6 separate regions of the Mus musculus genome follow, and all the other regions are linked to region 1. Evidence: chromatin contacts called from public Micro-C and promoter capture Hi-C data. All regions are on one chromosome and are shown on one strand. Each heading gives the region's core, a stretch centred on a gene start, on an enhancer-like site or on the middle of the called end of the contact. The rest is flanking DNA. Distances are from core to core; before and after follow the strand shown. Region 1 holds the start of Ptprs (protein tyrosine phosphatase, receptor type, S). Region 2 holds the start of Ubxn6 (UBX domain protein 6). Region 3 holds the start of Rfx2 (regulatory factor X, 2 (influences HLA class II expression)). Region 4 holds the start of Sema6b (sema domain, transmembrane domain (TM), and cytoplasmic domain, (semaphorin) 6B). Region 5 holds the start of Mydgf (myeloid derived growth factor). Region 6 holds the start of Dus3l (dihydrouridine synthase 3-like (S. cerevisiae)).

The links. Promoter capture Hi-C pulls out the DNA fragments that hold promoters and counts their contacts. Hi-C and Micro-C count contacts between places; a contact is called where the count stands out from the background.
Region 2: a promoter capture Hi-C map of pre-B cells shows a contact between it and region 1. The contact joins the promoter of Ubxn6 here to the promoter of Ptprs in region 1. A contact is called at or near these places in 4 of 39 promoter capture datasets (the C10 cell line, the HPC-7 cell line, cranial neural crest and 1 more), 1 of 15 datasets of contacts at CTCF or cohesin (the NIH/3T3 cell line), 5 of 484 Hi-C or Micro-C datasets (CD8 T cells, muscle stem cells, nephron progenitors and 2 more), 4 of 115 datasets of contacts at active chromatin or transcription factors (bone marrow-derived macrophages, large pre-B cells, memory CD8 T cells and 1 more) and 2 of 9 other capture datasets (adipose tissue and liver).
Region 3: a promoter capture Hi-C map of pre-B cells shows a contact between it and region 1, with 2.3 times the contacts expected there. The contact joins the promoter of Rfx2 here to the promoter of Ptprs in region 1. A contact is called at or near these places in 1 of 39 promoter capture datasets (pre-B cells), 3 of 484 Hi-C or Micro-C datasets (CD4 T cells, double positive thymocytes and embryonic stem cells) and 2 of 115 datasets of contacts at active chromatin or transcription factors (memory CD8 T cells and pancreatic cancer cells).
Region 4: a contact with region 1 is called in a Micro-C map of embryonic stem cells, with 1.6 times the contacts expected there. The contact joins the promoter of Sema6b here to the promoter of Ptprs in region 1. A contact is called at or near these places in 9 of 39 promoter capture datasets (the C10 cell line, cranial neural crest, embryonic stem cells and 3 more), 1 of 15 datasets of contacts at CTCF or cohesin (large pre-B cells), 7 of 484 Hi-C or Micro-C datasets (CD4 T cells, embryonic stem cells, erythroblasts and 4 more), 4 of 115 datasets of contacts at active chromatin or transcription factors (embryonic stem cells, large pre-B cells, pancreatic cancer cells and 1 more) and 1 of 9 other capture datasets (adipose tissue).
Region 5: a contact with region 1 is called in a promoter capture Hi-C map of pre-B cells, with 2.3 times the contacts expected there. The contact joins the promoter of Mydgf here to the promoter of Ptprs in region 1. A contact is called at or near these places in 6 of 39 promoter capture datasets (the C10 cell line, cranial neural crest, embryonic stem cells and 2 more), 2 of 484 Hi-C or Micro-C datasets (embryonic stem cells and pre-B cells), 4 of 115 datasets of contacts at active chromatin or transcription factors (double positive thymocytes, large pre-B cells, memory CD8 T cells and 1 more) and 2 of 9 other capture datasets (liver and pancreatic islet).
Region 6: a promoter capture Hi-C map of pre-B cells shows a contact between it and region 1, with 2.3 times the contacts expected there. The contact joins the promoter of Dus3l here to the promoter of Ptprs in region 1. A contact is called at or near these places in 6 of 39 promoter capture datasets (the 3T3-L1 cell line, the HPC-7 cell line, cranial neural crest and 3 more), 4 of 484 Hi-C or Micro-C datasets (CD4 T cells and embryonic stem cells) and 3 of 115 datasets of contacts at active chromatin or transcription factors (bone marrow-derived macrophages, memory CD8 T cells and pancreatic cancer cells).

Annotation. Positions count from the first base shown.
Region 1 is chr17:56,475,052-56,477,950 of GRCm38.p6, forward strand. It overlaps Ptprs (protein tyrosine phosphatase, receptor type, S), which reads right to left and starts at 1,429. Exons shown (of 33, transcript NM_011218.2): 1 at 1,289-1,429. Gm32822 (a long non-coding RNA gene) reads left to right here. Exons shown (of 4, transcript XR_385656.4): 1 at 1-301; 2 at 1,165-2,899. Gm9258 (a long non-coding RNA gene) reads right to left here and starts at 1,222. Exons shown (of 1, transcript XR_105855.2): 1 at 297-1,222.
Region 2 is chr17:56,073,522-56,076,420 of GRCm38.p6, forward strand. It overlaps Ubxn6 (UBX domain protein 6), which reads right to left and starts at 1,505. Exons shown (of 11, transcript NM_001379361.1): 1 at 1,315-1,505. The coding sequence starts at 1,397.
Region 3 is chr17:56,829,470-56,832,368 of GRCm38.p6, forward strand. Rfx2 (regulatory factor X, 2 (influences HLA class II expression)) reads right to left here and starts at 1,539. Exons shown (of 17, transcript NM_009056.2): 1 at 1,414-1,539.
Region 4 is chr17:56,138,820-56,141,718 of GRCm38.p6, forward strand. It overlaps Sema6b (sema domain, transmembrane domain (TM), and cytoplasmic domain, (semaphorin) 6B), which reads right to left and starts at 1,524. Exons shown (of 17, transcript NM_001130456.1): 1 at 1,395-1,524.
Region 5 is chr17:56,182,486-56,185,384 of GRCm38.p6, forward strand. It overlaps Mydgf (myeloid derived growth factor), which reads right to left and starts at 1,435. Exons shown (of 6, transcript NM_080837.2): 1 at 1,254-1,435; 2 at 180-230. The coding sequence starts at 1,406. It also overlaps a transcript of Tnfaip8l1 not described here.
Region 6 is chr17:56,763,341-56,766,239 of GRCm38.p6, forward strand. Dus3l (dihydrouridine synthase 3-like (S. cerevisiae)) reads left to right here and starts at 1,411. Exons shown (of 13, transcript NM_144858.2): 1 at 1,411-1,601; 2 at 2,185-2,452. The coding sequence starts at 1,516.

The sequences.
Region 1 (2,899 bases), core at 179-2,678:
TGGCAGCTCCCACTACCCGGCCTTTAATGAAGGAAGGAGTCGCAGCTGGCAAGAGAGGCCAGAGCCCGAGTAGGAGGGTCCCAGGCTAGCCCAGACAAAGCAGACGGCCGTTATCTGCACCATAGAGACAGCAGCACCCCCCGGGGGGTACAGAAGCCAGGACCCAGGATCCAGGTGCAGAAAGATGGGTGAACAGGATGTGTCCACCAATCTAACACCCTCGGGATCCCTCTTGCTCTGTAGAAGACTCTTTGGATCCCCGAGTGCCCATCCAGGCTTGGGACACCTCAGAGGTCTCCATGTGAGCACCAAGGACGGTTTATTGGGGGAGGGACATCCTTGCTCAGGTTGGAAAGTGAGCGTAAGGGAACCCCTGCCAGGCCAGGAGACACCCGGGGAAGTGACCGTTAGGAGGTTCTACTGGAGGGAGAGACGAGGTGAGGGGTGACCGGGAAGATGGGCGCTCACACCTGCTGCAGGTTTTCGGGGGCATATGGAGGCAGATTTGAGAGCAGGGAAAAGGGGTAACGCACAGGGATTTGGGGGGTGTGGCAATCAAAAGGATCCTCGCTCATAGTGGTGCTGGGGTTTGGGGGTGAAGAGGCTCCACGATGAGCAGAGAACTTGGCCCTGACCCAGCTCGCATTGCAACGGGGGTACCTGCTCTCGGACCCCATTTCCTTCTGCGCCCCAGTCCCCGCCCCCGGTGACGTCACCACCCTCAGCCAGTCGGGGGGCTCTTGGGGTGTACCGGGGGCCTTAGGGCCGCAGGCTGGCTCCCCGGGGTTCCCCACAGGCCCCCGCATCGCGAGGATGAGGGTGGATGAGCAGTCCCAATCCCAAAGCTGGGGGAGGTCGGGGGTTGGGGGCGCCCGGACCGCAGAAGGGTGGAACCGAAGCCCCAGGTGATCTGAGGCGCCTGGCCCGGTCTGCAGCTCCAGACGCTGACACCGCGCACCGCACACCGCGTCCCCGCCCGGCTGGTGCAGTCGGTGACCCTGGGTACGGGCCAAGTCGCCCGCGCGCGTCCTCATCCCTCCTGGACCCTGTCTCTACCGGTTCCCGTTTCTGTGGGTCTCTGTCCCTCCGGGTCCACAACCCTCGCGGTCCCCATTTCTCCAGCTCCATCCCTCCAGGTCCTCCACATCCCTCTCCTTCTTGCAGAATCCGATTACGGCTGCAGCCCGGACCCCCTTCGGAGCACAAAGGCGGAGAAGCTTGGAAGCACAAAGCCGGCGCCGCCCACCCCGCCCCCTGTGTCCCCCGTGCGCCCCGTGCACCCCGGTACCTGCGGGCTCCGCATGCTGCTCCCGGCACCGGGTCGGCCCGGGCTCCGGCGGCTCCGCGTGTGCGCGCGGCCCGAGCTGCCTGGCGGGCGGGGCAAAACCCCACTGCGGCTCGCGCGCCCCCAGCCGGTGACGTCACCCCTTCCGCCGCCGCGGCCCTGGGGCCTGGCCGTGTACAGTACTGCGCCTGCGCGCAGATGCCTGCCCAGTGAGGAGGCGCTGCTGGGTCACGTGCTTCAGGAGCCTGTAGAAGGCCCGGGGAGCACGTGGGACGTGGGACACGTGGCCCGGCCTGTCTCCTCTGGATTCCTTTTAAACTCAAGTTCTGTTGTAGCCCATGCTGGCCTCAAGTTACACTGAGGATGACCTGAGCCTCCTGCCTGTCTCCCCACTCTGCTTTCTTTGGCCAAAATATCCTTTCCCTAAAATCTTTCCCATCAAGCCCGCCTTGCTGGCTGAAGAGGCTGAAGCAGGAGGACGTCGTTTTTGAACAGCCTGGGATAACAATGAATTCGAGACCAGCTTGGGAAAAGGAGGATGAGCTGGGCATTAAAAAAAATTTTTTAAAAGTGGGGGTGGGGCTCAAAATGGCTCGGCAAATAGAGGTGTTTGCAGCCCAAGCCAGAGAACCTGACTTCAATCCCCAAAGTCCCATAGTGGAAGGAGGAATCTGACTCCTATGGCGCTGACCTCCACATGTATGCACACACCCATGTCCACTGAGTTACTAGACATGCCAAACAGATGAAATGCAGCAAAAGACTGAAAAACACCTTAAAGAAAAGAGTAGTCACAGGCATGGGGTGCGAAACTTTTAGACAGCAGCAGGAGAATTGCTGCAAGTGTGAGTCGAGTGTGGACTGCACCTGAGACCCTGCCTCAAATAACGAAACGATTTTGTTTTACAGTCTGGGTTTTTTTCCCCTCTGGAATTCATTCATTCCGGCCCAGAGCTGGAGACATGAGCAAGAGCCTGGAGCCGAAGAGTCCGGGCGGAAGGACTGGGTCATAAACGGGGAAGAGTGCCATGAATAATTGACAAGGAGCCTAAATTAAGAACAGGGCTTCCCAGAGCCTGCACCGCGGCCAGTTTAGCAGAGACGGCTTTGTCCTCTTGCCTGACTGGGGTGACCCTGATTGACGTACGTGGTGCTAGTCGAGATTGGAGCACGTAGAAGGTGCCGGAGGTTTGCATAGTGTTCAGGGGCCCTTAGTGTAGTTTCTCTCATGCACAGCAGGTACTTGAAGTTTGGGTACTCTGTGGAGATGTCCACATCCTTGCATAGTCCCTGCAGGTGTATGGCACTGTTGGCTGCACACAGTGTGTACTCATATATTATGGAGCTGGGTGCTGGCAGGACTGGCCATGCCAGAGCAGACTGGCCATCCATCAGGGAGGGAACCAGGCCTTGCCTTGTTTGTCCGAACTGAGTAACCGCTTCTGCCCCCTGGGTCCTCGTGAGCAGCGAAGGGGAACATGTAAACCGCGGGTCTGAGAGTCTGGAAGCTTCCAGTGGCCATTCATCCCCTCTCAGATCCCCGCTGTGTTAAATGCCATTTACACAGAAGTAACAAAACAGAACAATCGGCCTGCAGCTGACAGAGCATAGACA
Region 2 (2,899 bases), core at 255-2,754, 400 kb before region 1:
GTCAGGAAAGAGAGGACTCAAAAGGCAGCACAGAGAGAGAGAGTTGAAAGCAGTTCAGCCTGCCAGTGCAGTTCAGAGGCAGGTTGCAGCGAGAGAATGAGAAGGAACCAGAAGATTAGAAGAGACTGCCAGACTTAGTTTGAGTCCAAGCAGAGCACTTCAGTGAGAAATTGAGAGAAGCCAAATTGAATTAGTCAGCTTGGTTAATTAGATTGTACAGATGCTAGAAGCTTCCTGGGATAGTTGTTAGAACATGGATAATGCTCTGAGCTCAGCCCAAGCAGTGTGTTGTGTTCACAGAGCATGGTTGCAGCTCTCATCACTTCATCTGAGGAAATAAAAGTGACATTTACTTTTATAGATCACACACAGATCACGGACACTGGACCATCCCCTCCAACTTCTGGCCTGAGGATCCTTTGAACCTCCATGTTCCTCTCATCATTGAAACTGCCCCACTATTTGTAGCTGTACCCTGGTGTGTTTACCTCCCTTCTAGCCCTGGCTTGCAGGCCCCTCCTTCTCCTCACATTCAGCCCCAGTCGCTGGTTGTCATTTTCCTCCACATATACTTCCTGCAGACTACTCCCTGGTAGCCTGTAGCTGTCTCCAATCTCTACTTCACCCCTTCTGAGCAGCTCCAACATGCCTTACCTCCCTCTCCAGAACACAAAGTTCTCCGGAAAGAACTCCAGGAAAGTACTCCTGGAAGACCCGGAGTTGCCAAGGCCCCCACAGAGATCCCATCTTCACCTGTCACCCCAACCACTCAACAACATTCTGGGTCTGGGCCTCTCTGGTTTCCACACTCCTCCAAGATCCTTCTATAATCCTCTCTCACTCCCCAACCCCTCCCAGATTACCACACAACCTACAAAGAAGTCTTAACATCTCTCACAGACCTTCTTCCCACACCTTCTCTTAGGTCCTTCCTACCCACATTTCGCCAAGGCCACACCTTTAGGCGGCTCTTCTCTTAGCTAAATTCTGGGCATTGCCCCGTCCCTTCTCACCACCCAGAACCAAGAGTCTCTAAGCAGTGACCAACGCGCCCTGGCCACGACCGCCCACGCCTACCCTTAGCGCCCCGCCCACCCGTGCTACACCACACAACTGCCCTCCCTTCTGCCCCGCCCACCACTGCTACAACGCCCCGCCCTCATTGTAGGCTCCGCCCCTGCCTTACAATCTTCCACACCCCACCCACCAATCTACTCCTGCTAAGCATAGCCTAGAAAGACCCTGACACCCAACCGCCGGCCCTTTTTGCCCCCTGGCCCTCGCCCTCTCCGTCGCCCAACCAGCGTCACATACCCTGCGGAATCCGTAAGCTTCTGGCCGGGCCCCGCGCTCTTGAACTTGATGTCAGCCTTGATTTCCTGGAAGAACTTCTTCATGGCGGCAGCGGCCCGGCGGCTTGGGCCGCAGGGCGGAGGGCGCAGGGCCCGGGTGGATGAGGAGCAGGCGGCCAACCACCGGAAAGAAAATATCGCGGCGACGGAAGTCCCGCCTGGTTCACGTGACAATCGCCTTGCAGCACCTCGCGCGGGCGGGGCGCCATCTTCCTGTCTGCGGACGCCGTTGCCGGGGCGACAGGCTCGCCTCCCTTAAGACCGCAGCAGCCACCAGGGGAGCTTAAAGAGAGCATCCAAACAGCGAGCAGCCTAGAAGAGTACCCAGAGCTACTGGAACCAGGGTGGATGTCAGGAGTTCAAGGCCAGTCCATACTACAGAGAAAATGAGTATGAATGTACTGTGCATGAGCCTGAAATCTGCTCTGGGAGAGACAAGCTAGAAGGAGCCGACAGAGAGATTGGTACAGGCAAGGTCAAAGCAGAGACCGCAGTTGGTACAGGGCTTGCTCAACATGTGCAAAGCTGAGTTTAATCTCCTCCAACACTTCCATCTCGTGTGGTGTGTACACACAACAAAAAGTTGGATGCTCTGGACTCAGGCTTTTTAGAACACTACTGTTCATGTGAAAAACAGCCATCATCTAGATCAGAATCACTGTGACTGTGCAAGAGACCCCCAAAATCATATACTTCACTGTTAATGGTCACTCATTAGAAAGAAGGGGGGAAGTGGGTCATTGGACACAAACTTGAGATTCCAGGAGCTCTTCTGCACCCCCTGTCTGTGTGCATGTAATTCTACCCTAATGCGCATGGCATTGTGGTCTTTGGATCATGTAACTGAAGTGCCTATGGGCAAGCTTTCGTCTGTGTTGGTGTGAAATTTGTCAGAGATAAAGCAGCTTTGTGGGCTACCCAGGCTGTTAATAATTTTATTAGTTTTGCCAACCATTAGATCCAAAAATGCACAAAGCTGAAGGATGGGACACCCTGGTGATTTCAAGGAAACAAGCCCCATGGCTGGAGGAGAGCAATGGAGGCATTTGATGAGAACTGTGGAAGACAGGTTTCCAAGAGCTACAGTGAAGAGAGGAGTGGAGCACCTTAAAGAAGGCAGCCAGGATGTGGGCTGGAGAGATGGCTCAGCGGATAAGATCTTCTAGAGGTCCTGAGTTCAATTCCCAGCAACCACATGATGACTCCCAATCATCTATAATGGGATGCAGTGCCCTCTTCTGGTTTGTCTGAAGGGAGCAACAGTGTACTCACATACAAATAATTTTTTTTAAGATTTGTTTATTTATTTATTTATTTATTTATTTATTTATTTATTTATTATATGTATGTACACTGTAGCTGTCTTCAGACACTCCAGAAGAGGGCATCAGATTTTTGTTAGGGATGATTGTGAGCCACCATGTGGTTGCTGGGATTTGAACTCAGGACCTTTGGAAGAGCAGTCAGTGCTCTTAACCGTTGAGCCATCTCACCAGCCCCAACAAACCTTTTTGTTGTTGTTGTTGTTGTTTTGAGAGACAGGGTTT
Region 3 (2,899 bases), core at 289-2,788, 350 kb after region 1:
ACTTCTGAGGAGGGACCCACTGTCCTCTGCGCCGTGGCCCCAACTGAACTCTGTTCCCTTCAAGGAAAAAGGGAGCAAAAAGTAGAAGCAAGCCAGGGCTGGAGGAGTGGGGGTCATCAGGGTCAAGAGAGGCGAGTGGTGGTTATGATTACAACACATTATACACACAGGAGAAGGCCACACTTATGTACATGCTAATAAAGTTACATTTATTAACACTCAATCGTTGTAGGATTTTTCCTGGGGGACCTGAGTACCGGAGTGTTCCGGAGACGTACTAAAGTAGGGGTGAAGTCTCAGGAGAGACAGCGGTCCCAGCTGTTTCTTGGTGCGTTCCCCGCCCCAACTCCCCTCCCCGCCACCCTAGGGGGCTCTGTCCGGAACCGAGCTCTCTAGGGTCCAAGGAAACAACCGCAGCCCTAGCGAATCCCAACTGCGAACTCGGATATGACCCATGGAAAGGGGCGAGGAAGACAATCCGGTGTTTTGGGATGTGCTGCCTGTGCACAGGAGGGCTGCGCACGCACTCTCCCGGCCTCCTGGATCTTCCTACAAACGGTTCACACAATATTTTCCTTCGGGAAAGTTTTCTAGATTGGGGATCTCGGCAAAGAGGACGCTATGGGTGCGCTTGAGCTTCCCGGAGCGGCATGGTAAAGGACCCCCAAACGCAGCGGTGTCGGGTTCCAGGGGAGAGTGGTCCGAGGATTTGGGGCGCCGGGGGTATTTGGGATGGGCAAGAAAACGCGAAGGGAGGAGTTCCTTCCAGAACAGAACAAACGCAGTGACTATTTTGGTCAAAGCACAAGAAAACGGTGCCGGAGCCCCCAAATCCTAAGTCAAGAAGGAAACCCGAGGGTCAGAACTATGAGGCAAGCAGAAGAGTACCCTCGGAGTTAAGTACATGGATAAAAGCCAGAACCCCGATTTCATAAGTATAAAAGGGAGACGGTGCCTCTGGGTTTTCAGACTTGGACGAGAATGGCTGGCTCTGTGGGAGCCCCCAACTCAGGTTTTAGGGGGATGACAGCAAGGAGCGGGTTTGGGGCAACTCCAATTCAGGCTTTGGGAGTAGTCAAAGAGAGGACTGACTAGTTTGAGGGCGCCTCCGAGTTTCAGGTGTTGTGGAGTAAGAGACAAGGAGGGGTCTTCTGGAGTCCCCGCTCCTCAAAGTCAGATTTAGTGCGTCAAAGGCGAGAAGAGATCGCTTCACTTTACAAACTTTTGAGAGTGTGAGAGGGGTTCCACCCAGCCCAGGGCTCCCCCAAATCAGAGGCGCCTATCAGGATTGGATGAGGTTGGCGTCTGCAAAGTTGGGGCGCCGGGTCCGGCCGCGCCCGCCCCCGCGACCCCCCTCCAGCGGGGTCCCCCCCCCCTCCGCCACCGCCCCCTGCCCCGGCCCGCACCGCTCACCTGGAGTTCGGCAGGGAGTTCCGGTAGCGGCTCCCGCGGCGTCGGCCGCTGCGTGTCGCTCCGCGTTGGTAAGTAACAGTCTCCACGGCTACAGTCTCTATGGCGGCGGCGGTGGCGGCGCCGGCCGCTCCTCCTCCGGCTCCCGCCGCCCTCCCGCCCGCCCGCAGCGCCCGCCCGCAGCAGGCGCCCGCCCGCCTCAGCCTCGCGCTGCCCTCACGGGGCGGGGCGTTGCGCCCGGCAACGGTTACCAAGCTGCACGCCCCGCCCCCTCCAACGGCCCGCCCATGCCCGCCTCCAACGGCCTCGGGGAGGGCGGGCGATCTCCCCATTGGCTTTCATAGTGCCCGTCAGAGGTGAAGGGGCAGGTCCTTGGGTAGAATACCAGCCAATCGCTGAGAAGGAGGGCGGGGCCTGGCGGGAGGCGCGCGGCTCCCGGGAAGGGTTGGCTCTAAGGAGGTGCGCGAGGGCCCACTGGTGGCAGTGCGTGTTTTGCGGAGTTACGGTGATTCCGCTAGACCGGAGGCGCTCACCGTCTAAGGGGAGCAGCAGACTCTGGCCTTGCGCCTGCTCTTTCATGGTCCACAAACTGAAAACTTTTTTTTTAAAGATTGTTGTCTATGCGTGTGCATGCAATGCGCATGAAGACCCGAAGAGAGCGTTGGATCGCCCTGGAACCAGAGTGACCGTCTGCTATGAGCCGCCTAATTGAGCAGGGACCGATCCCGGGTCCTCTGCAAGAGCAGAAGCCTCCTCTCCAGCGCTTCTCCTTTTTTTTTTTTTTTTTTTTTTTTTTTTGAGCCGGTGTCTTGTATACACTCACTACACCGCTTAAGCTGGCCTCCAACACCTGATTTTCCTGGCTCCATCTCCTAGTGCTGGGATGATGGGTGTGTGTTCACCAGTCCTGGCTAAGCTGACAACTCCTCACCCACCCCATCTCGCTTCTCTGTCCTCTCTGGTTCATATATATATACAGGTCTCAATGTGGACTCTTCATAAAGCTTATATTTTGGTGGGATGACACAAACAGAATGAAAAGTTAACGCAAAAGGAAAGGTTTAAACCCAGAGACCCAAGTGCGGAGGAGCTGTCAGACCATAGCTCCATTCATTCATTCATTCATTCATTCATTGAACGTCCAATTGCACCAGTGAACATGGGTAATTTGGGCTTATGTGCCCAAAGCGGTGAGTCAGGGTCTTGCTAAGTAGTCCAAGCTAGACTAGATTCCCACTATGTAGTCCAAGTTAATGTTCTTTTTGTCTTAGGTCCTTGACTACTAGGGTGAGAGGCAGGTGCCACCAAGCATTTGTGCACAGTCTAACTCATGAAATCCTGAACTTAGGCCGCGAGAAAGGCAGTAGACGCTGCCTCTAGGACTGGAGTTTCCAAAATAAATATATTGGAGCAACTGGAAGCCTGGTGCCACAACACCACTTTGTTGGCTGCCTACACTACAAAGCTAGTGTCCGGTCCCCATCCCCCA
Region 4 (2,899 bases), core at 274-2,773, 340 kb before region 1:
CCCACCTCCTCCAGCCACCGTACCATTGCTGATGGACACAAATACAAGATGCAAGACACCCCCAGACTGCCGTCTACCAAGTGGAGAGCAGTGGCCACCCAGCCAGAAGGCCAGGCCAGACAACATTAGGCCATGTCTAGGTCCAGGCCTTGAACCTCAAACCTCTCCCACTTCTAACCTCTGTAAATAGCCCGCAGGCAATCGTGCACCCTGAAAATCAGCCAGAAAACCCGAGTCCAAGATACAGAGAAAGAAAGGCACGTTGTAACCAGGCAGAGGCGCTCTGGCAAGTCCCTCCAGCCATTCTGTCCCCAGGGCCACCCTCCTCCACCCAAAGCTTGTTGGCCTGCAATATTGGGGTTCCCAACTCCATCACATTCAGTTTGGGATTGGGGCATCGAGCAGGTAAAAAATAAGAAGTTGGGGGTGACACAGACGTCAGGCAGTGTGACACAGACCTGCCAGGGTCCCGGAGACCTGGAGAGCAACACAGACCTCAGATGGGGAGCAACACAGACCTCAGGCAGGTGACAGAGACCTGGGAACCTCAGATGAGAGTGACACCGACCTTAGGCGGCGGGGGTTGGGGGTTCAGTGACAGAGACCAGGCAGAGAGGACCTGGGACCCAGGAGTCCCTCCCGACCTCAGGGCTGTTGTAGGCCTAGAATTCACCATCTGAGGCCAAGGTGGGGGGTTCGGCCTGGCAGCAGCCCTGGGGAGGCGCCCCAAAGTCGGCAGTGGAGAGCAGAATGGGGCACGTGACCCCCGCTCCAGGGACCAATCAGCACCGCGGTCGGCCAGGGGGGCCACGGTGGCACCCACCCCGCGCGGCTGCCAGAGACGCTCCTTTGTCCCATTGTCAGGCTTTGGGGGGGGGGGCTGGCAGCCCAGCTTAGGGCTGTGCTGCAGCGGGGGCGTTGGCCGCGGACTGCCCCCCCCCCATGTCAGTTGCGCGGCCGGCGAAGACCAGCCGGTACCCAAGAGCTTGGGGACAGCTGGTGCACAGGGCCGCGTGGGGACCCACGAAAGGTCGCGGCTATGTGTCCCGCCCCCTCCCCCGCCCCCATCAGTAGGCCGTCACCCCAATAATTCGAAGCCACTGTCAGTGCCCCGGCGCGATGAGCCGGGGCCTTGGCTGCAATCCCCGCCCGCTGCGCAGCCCGTTAGCCCCGCCCAGGGCGCTGGAGCTGCGACCGCACGCGGGGGGCCCCCCAAGCCAGTGCCGCTGCACGAGGCGCCCGCGCCCTGTGCGCGCCTGGTGCGTGCATGCCCACTGCATCTGTCCCTGCATCTGTCCCTGCGTCTGTCCCTGCGTCCGTCCCTGCGTCCGTCGCCGCATCTGTCCCCCGTGCATCTGTCCAAGGTGCGTCCCCGCGTCCGTCCCTGCACTCACCTCCAGCGCAGGCCGAGCACCTGCTCGGCTCGGCCCCGGCCCCGGCCCCGCAGCGTCTCAGCCCGGGCTCCCACGCGCGGGCGGCTCCCGCGGGGGCGCAGCGCGGTGTCCCGGCCGGGGCCGCATCTCTGCCGCCGCCGCTGCGACTCGCAGCTCCGCCACCTCCGCCCCCAGCGCCCGAGCTCGGAGCTTCGCAAAACCCGGAGCAGACCACCAAGGAGCGGAGCACGGACGGGAGGGGGCGCCTCCACCATCCTTGGCCTCAGTTTCCCTTTCTCTGCCTCCCACTTCTCTCTACTGGGGTGGTTCTGAAGACCACCGACTCCCGCACTGAGCTGGGCGCTGTTCTGACTCTGGGCATCTCCAGTATACCGTAGGCACTCCATAGATGTTTTCTGGTATATTCTAGTGAATTCCCAATTCATCTGACCAGTCACCCACACACAGGAACCTCATGGACGTGGTCCCACGGTCCTGGTGGCTCATGACATCATTGAGTCAAACCACCAAGGTCTCATTTTTTATTTATAATGATTGATTGACTAAGACAGACTCTCCTGGGGAGTCTAGGCTAAAGGCCTGCCCCAGCACGCCGCCAACACTCACTTTCTGAGGGACATTGGGACAGCAAGATATCTCTTTCCATGCCTCAGTTTCCCTCTGTCCAAAGCCCCTCCTCATCCCAGCCATGACGCTGAATGAAAACCTCTTTCCGATTGGGCTAGGCATTGCCTCAGAATACAGTAAGTATACTGATGGCACCTCCAGTATACAGTAAGCACCACACAACTGCTTTTGTAATTGTGTGTGGAGTTGAATCCTGCTCACAGGGTCGCCCTGAAGCCCATCCAGCTGAGGACACTCAACCAAAGGTTGGGACTGTGAGCTGCCCGGGACAGCCAAATCTGTGGGTGTCAGGATTTTAACTCTGACCTGTGCACACCCTGAGGGGCTGGAGCAGACTCCTTGGTGTCACCACTGTGGCGACAGGCTGAGACCTCACTGTGGCCCATCAGCTTTGCCGCATATCAGCCAGACACAGCTTCTGTGGAGAAACTGAGGCAGAAGATGAAGCCAGTTCTCAGCCTACTCTGCTTGGCCTATGAACCAATTTGTCCGGCAAACATTTATTGAGCGCAGCTCTAACAATGTTTTTCGGCCCAGGGGGGCGTCGGGGGGAATGGGAGGGTGGCTGCCAAGGTGACCAGTGGCTGCAAAAGTCAAGGTGCAGAGGGCTCAGTGGCTGCTGGGGGTGGCAGAGGGGGAGGGGGGACACCGGGCCCCTGAAGGCTCACGGGTGGATTTGGCAGGGAGTGCAAGGCAGAGTGGGGGTGCAGGGATGGCCTGTCCCCAGGGAGACCTGTCTGAACAAAGGCCCCATGGTCATGAATGACGCCTCTTTCACAGACCGGCCTGGAGGTCAAGTCGCCCTCCCCCAGCCGGCTCCAGCCGGTCTAGGAGCTGACCTGATAGCCATGGAGAGTCAAGAAGACAGGACCTTGTCT
Region 5 (2,899 bases), core at 185-2,684, 290 kb before region 1:
TGGCTCACTGATTACACATAGACTAAGAGTCAGGGATCAGCACTGTGGGCTGCTGATTCCATTAGGCGGAAGCCAAGGCAACTAGAAGTCCTTCAGGCTCAAGGGACTGGGACTTTAGAGCCTCGGGAGTCTGGCCACTTTCCCTTGACACCAGTCGTGTGACACCCTGAGGAACTTACCTCGTTGGTCCCTCCTTGGGAAGCGTAGGTGAATGTACATGTAAACTTGTTCTGTAGAAGGAGAAATAAAAGGAGGCTGAAGAGCAAAGATCTCAATACTCAGAACCAAGACCCTAGCATACTGGGCATGGTCCTGTATGCACATCATCTCTGGTATCCAGGAGGCTGACGCAGAACTGGGAACTGGGACATAAGCTAGCCTGGGTGACTTAGCAAGGTGCTGTCCCGATGTAAAACAGATCAAAAAGGACTGAGATATACATCAGCCCCTGCCCAGAAGGTCAAGGGTTGAGCCTGTCCAGAATCCAGCAGTGAGGGGTTGGGAGGGTGACTCAGGGGTGGAGTCCCACCTAGAATCCCCTAATGAGGAGCTAGGGATGTGGCTCAGGGGTGGAGCCCCTGCCTAGGGCGGGGCAGAACCCTGGCTCTGCCGATGTGAGACTCTAGGTTCCATCCCTCAGTACACCCTCCAGAGGCCACCAGATCTCTCTCCTCTCAGGAGCTCAGAACTTTGCTCAAATCACTGTGATTTCCTAGGAAGGTCAAATGGCCTTCAGCAATCATCCCTAGAACATCACCTATGAGGTCAGTACTCGGGGCTCCTGTTAGATACAAGCTTGTACTGCTTCCTGCCCACAACACAAACCTGCCAGAAAGCACAGGACTATAGTAATGGTCTCAAGAAATGGTCACTAGGGACACCGCTGTCCCAGAAGCCAAGCTGGGGCGGGCAGAGGCTAGGCTGACTGCTGGCTCGCTGAAAGGAGAGGTGATGGACTCGTGTAAGGCTTGGGGGGTGCTCCCGCTCTAGTCCGGGTTCAGTGAGTAACCCACGTGCGACCTGTATAGCCAGTCCCCTAGATCCGCTGCTCTTATCAACCAGTATTCCCTTTTCTACAATGAGATGGGCAAGGGGAAGTCGCCTTGCAGGTAGGGAGTGACTGACAGAAGACAGACGAGGCAGCCAGGTCCCTTCTTCAGGTAACCCTGCCTCTGCCACTCCACCCGGTCTCCAGGACCACCTGATCGGAAGTCCATAGGCATCGATTCCCGGGCAGGAGGCTTAGCACGTACCCCGGGTCCTACGTCCTGGGAGAACGAATGCACGACCCCTCCGGGCCTCACGTCAAATGGCACGGTGGTGGGCTCGGACACAGCGGCGGCCAATTTCAGCGCTGCGGCCGCCAGGACCACCGCAGTCCAGAAGCCTCCGCTGGGGGCTGCCATCTTGCTTCCGGGGCAATGCGCAGGCGCTCGCGAACGTGGAGTGACACGCGCGGGACACGTCAGCGCCGAACGGTGACAACGTCGCCCCGCCCGATTTGGCTGCCATGGTGGGGCGGGACTCGACTTGGCACGTGATGCACTACAGCGCCTCTGATTGACGCTCGCGGATGCCTGGAGGGCGACTTCGTCTTGGCGCTTGTTTGGGTTGGAGTTTGCAGGTAACTTTTGCCTCCCCCCCGGATATTTTTATATCTCACTTAAATGGGCTCCCGGACTCACTTCAGGACAACATGGGGGTTGACAGTGTTTAATTTTGTTAGATTATCCATTTGTTAATAAATATGGTTTATTTCACTTTTATTTGTCCTATTTTTTTGGTTTTGACGAGACAAGGTCCTGGAAATCTCTCCAGGCTAGCCGGGAACTCAGAGATCTGCCTGACTCTGCCACCTGAGTGCTGAGATTAAGGCGTAGGCCTCCACCACCACCTGTTGATTGTTTTTTGTTTTGTAACATATTTTACATATATGTGTGTGTGTGTGTGTGTGTGTGTGTGTGTGTGTGTGTGTGTGTGTGTGTGTATTAAGGTTTGTTTTTTGTGTTTTTTTTGGTGGGGGGTCTCTGTAGCCCTGGCTGTCCTGGAACTCACTCTGTAGACTAGGTTGGCCTCAAACTCAGAAATCCACCTCCCTCTGCCTCCCAAGTGCTGGGATTAAAGGTGTGCGACACCACTTCCCGGCATATTTTTCAAAAATATTTTATTGTGAGGGCTGCGGTGATGGCTCAGCAATTAAGAGCACTGGCTGTTCTATAGAGGACCAAGATTTGAAGCCCAGCACCCACATGGTGCTTTACAACTTTAACTCCATTTCCAAGAGATCCGATGTCTTCTTCTGGCCTCTGCAGGTACCAGGTATGCATGTGGTACACAGACAGACATGAAAATAATATAATAATAGCAATACTTTAAAAGTGAATTCTTCCGGTTTTGCAGCTTCCTATAGGTCACAGGTGTTGCTATGCTGTTACCGGACCTAGAGCATGCCTGGCCAGCCCTCTGCTGCTGAATAATTTTCCCATCTTTCCACTGGCCAGCGAGATGGAATAGTGAGTAAAGGGCTTGCAGCCATGACTTCAGCCCTGGTCACTAGATGGTGGTAGAACTGACTCCTAAAAGCTGTTCTCACTACATGTGAATTGGGGCAAGCAGCCTTGCACAACAGAAAATAAGTATCTTAAAATTAGACTCTACGGCTAAGTGATCCTCTATCTAGTTACAAGTACCTCATTTCCTCTCAAATGGCTGCTGATGCCACCTTAGCCTGCCCCATCCCAGTCCTCCTGTAGTCCCTGAGCGGTGCACCACAAAAGCCATCAGAGTAGTGGCGGGGTCCTCCTTTCCACCCCAGCCTATGGGCTGCTGCAGTAAAGTGTCCCACAAGTGCTGTCAAAAGTGGCAGCACCAGTGACATCTCAGCCTGCAGCCCTCACAG
Region 6 (2,899 bases), core at 161-2,660, 290 kb after region 1:
GCCAGGCTGTCACGCCTCCTGCGGGAAGCCAGCCTGGGTTGCCTTGCACAGAAGAGGACGGAGTTGCTTTGAGGAAGGGATCTTGTTTCTGTCGTTGCCCTTTGCAGCCCTGTTTCTTCCAAGAGCGTGTCCTTATCACAACCCAATTGTAGACGCTACAAAGGAGCCTCAGCCTTAAAATGCATTGTTATTCCCATCTTGCCCAGTAGGGACGGTAGAGAGCAATGGCGCAAACAGGGTGCTATTGTGGTCTAAGGCTAATTAATCGCTTTACCTCTCTGGGCCTGTTTCCCCTTATGTTATACAACCAGCAGAGTCTAGTTCGTGCGTTGCGGGACAGCCTGGGCTACAGGGTGAGACCCCCATCTCCATGAATTAAATAAATTTAAATACTGATTGGTTTGACTTGGCTTTGGTTGAGACATGTAGCTCAGGCTGGCCTCAAACACCAGGACTGCCAGGGCTATACAGAGAAACCCTGTCTCGACCCCCTCCCCCCCCCCCAAAAAAAAAAAAACCAAAACAAAAACAAAACACTACCTCCCGATCCACCCAAGTGCTGTTCTTACATGTTTAAGCACATTTTTATTAAAATAGTAATTGCAGGATCGGAGAAGTGCCTGATGTCAGGCTCAAGGGGCTGAGTTCAATCCCGGGACCGACATGGGGATGCAGGGACCCCCGCCCCCCATTGTCATATGACCTCCACATAAGGGTGACACACAGGAGACCCACACACACACAATAGATGAGTAAATGTCACTTTCAAAGTAACGCTGGCACACACCTTTAATCCCAGCACTTGGGAGGCAGAGGCAGGAGGATTTCTGAGTTTGAGGCTTGCCTGGGCTACATAGTGAGACGCTGTCTCAAAAAAAAAAAAAAAAAGAAAAAAGAAAAGAAAAGGCAGTACAATAAAAATAATTCAAATTGCCACGCGTTTATGGGCCACAGTGGCTCACGAAGGGCACTGTCAAAGGACAGCGTGTCCCCGTGAAGTCATTTGATCCTTCAAAGCTGTTGGTATTTTTTGTTTGTCTTCTGAGACACGGTTTCTCTGAGTAGCTCAGGCTGTTCTGGACCTCACTCTATAGACCAGGCTGGCCTCGAACTCATGATTCACCTGACTCGATCTCCCCAGTGCTGGGATTAAAGGCGTGCGCAACACCGCTCGGGCTGCGGTTTTTTATTATAAAATAACAGACTCGTTTGTAAAAGGGACAGAAGCAGAGTAGGTGAGTGTGAGCTGCACCCACACCCACACCCCCAGATTCACTTCCACGGATCAAGAGTGACCCACGGATGACCGACAAGAACCCCTCCGGGACCCTTGAGCACTTCCGTTTCCTGCGCAGCCTTGGCCCCCCCCCCCCCCGCCCCCACGGTCGTGCGCACGCGCGCCTTAGCAGCATTGCTGTAGTCTGAGCGTGCGCATTTCTTTCTGTAGGCTCCAGAGGACACGAGCGACCCGGAAGACTTTCCTGCCACACTCCAGAGCTGGTGTGAGGGGCATCGATGGCGGAGACGGCAGCGGAGAGCGGTGGTGGCGGTGACTCCGGGGTTGGCGCGTGCGAACGGGGGGTGGCGCCCATTAAAGCTCAGTGAGTCGCTGGCGCCCGTCAGCGAAGCTGATGTGGCCTTCCCGGCGTCCGTGGCGGGTGCGAGTGGTGCATGCTGGGAGGTGTGGCGGCATCCTGGAGAGCGGCATCCCGGAGGCGCCAAAGTCTTTACCTACCTTCTGCTGACACACGAGTGTAACATGTGTTGGTTGTCACAAGCCATGAGGCCGGCTGTGCACATAGGCAGCTTTGGGGAACCAGAAGCAGGGCCCGAGGTGCATGGTGGGGCTTGTAGTCTCCACGAGGGAAAAAAAAATGGCTCGCAGCGAAAGACCTGGGAAGGGTGGTAGCTTGAGTCTCGCTGCCAAGCATGCTGGGGTTTGTAGTTCCTTCGTAGCCTACCAAGGATATTGATATTTGTGTGTCGCAACCCTTAAGGCAATTCAGTTCTCAGAGCAGAGACACAAATGGCTCCTTCAAGTGTAAAACAGGTGTCCCCGTGGCACTGGGTGAAAACTGGCTGGTTCTAAGTAGGGAAAGCTTCCTGCAAGCAGGAGCACGTGAGCTTGGCATTAGCCCCCAAGCCCCTTTCCCTGTGCACATCGAGCCTCTCCCGCTCTGGCAGGTACCGCACAACCAAAGAACGGTTCCACGAATATCTGGATGGAGACAAGCAGGAGGGTGCATGCCAGGAAGTGCCCACAGGAGACCCAGCTGAGCCAGGGGCCAAAAGAATTCGCCTGGAAGATGGGCAGGAAAATGGGAAGACAGAGGTGGCAATTGAATCCCGTGAAAGGCAGGTGCCCAAGAGGGCCCGTGGCCAAAACAAAAGCCGGCCCCATGTGAAGCCAGCACACTACGACAAGGACAGGCTCTGCCCGTCCTTCCTCCAGGTGAGGGGTGGCTCTACAGGCTTGGCTTAAAGTCTGAAGATGCTGTGCTGTGACAAATATATATGACCCTTGACCTACAGGGACTCGACCTAGTAGTGCCTTGCCTTGGCCCCTGGTGCTGCCTTCAAAGTCATTGACCCTCAGCCTATCTACACATCACACTTGAATTTATTTATTTTTGGTTTTTTTGAGACAGGGTTTCTCTGTGTAGCCCTGGCTGACCTGGAACTCACTCTGTAAACTAGGCTGGTCCTGAACTCAGAGAGCACTCCCAAGTTCTGGGATTAAAGATGTGCTCAGCTATTTCAATTTACCTTTTTTTTTTAAAAAGATTTATTTATTTATTTATTTATTTATTTATTTATTTATTTATTATATGTAAGTACACTGTAGCTGTCCTCAGACACTCCAGAAGAGGGAGTCAGATCTCGTTACAGATGGTTGTGA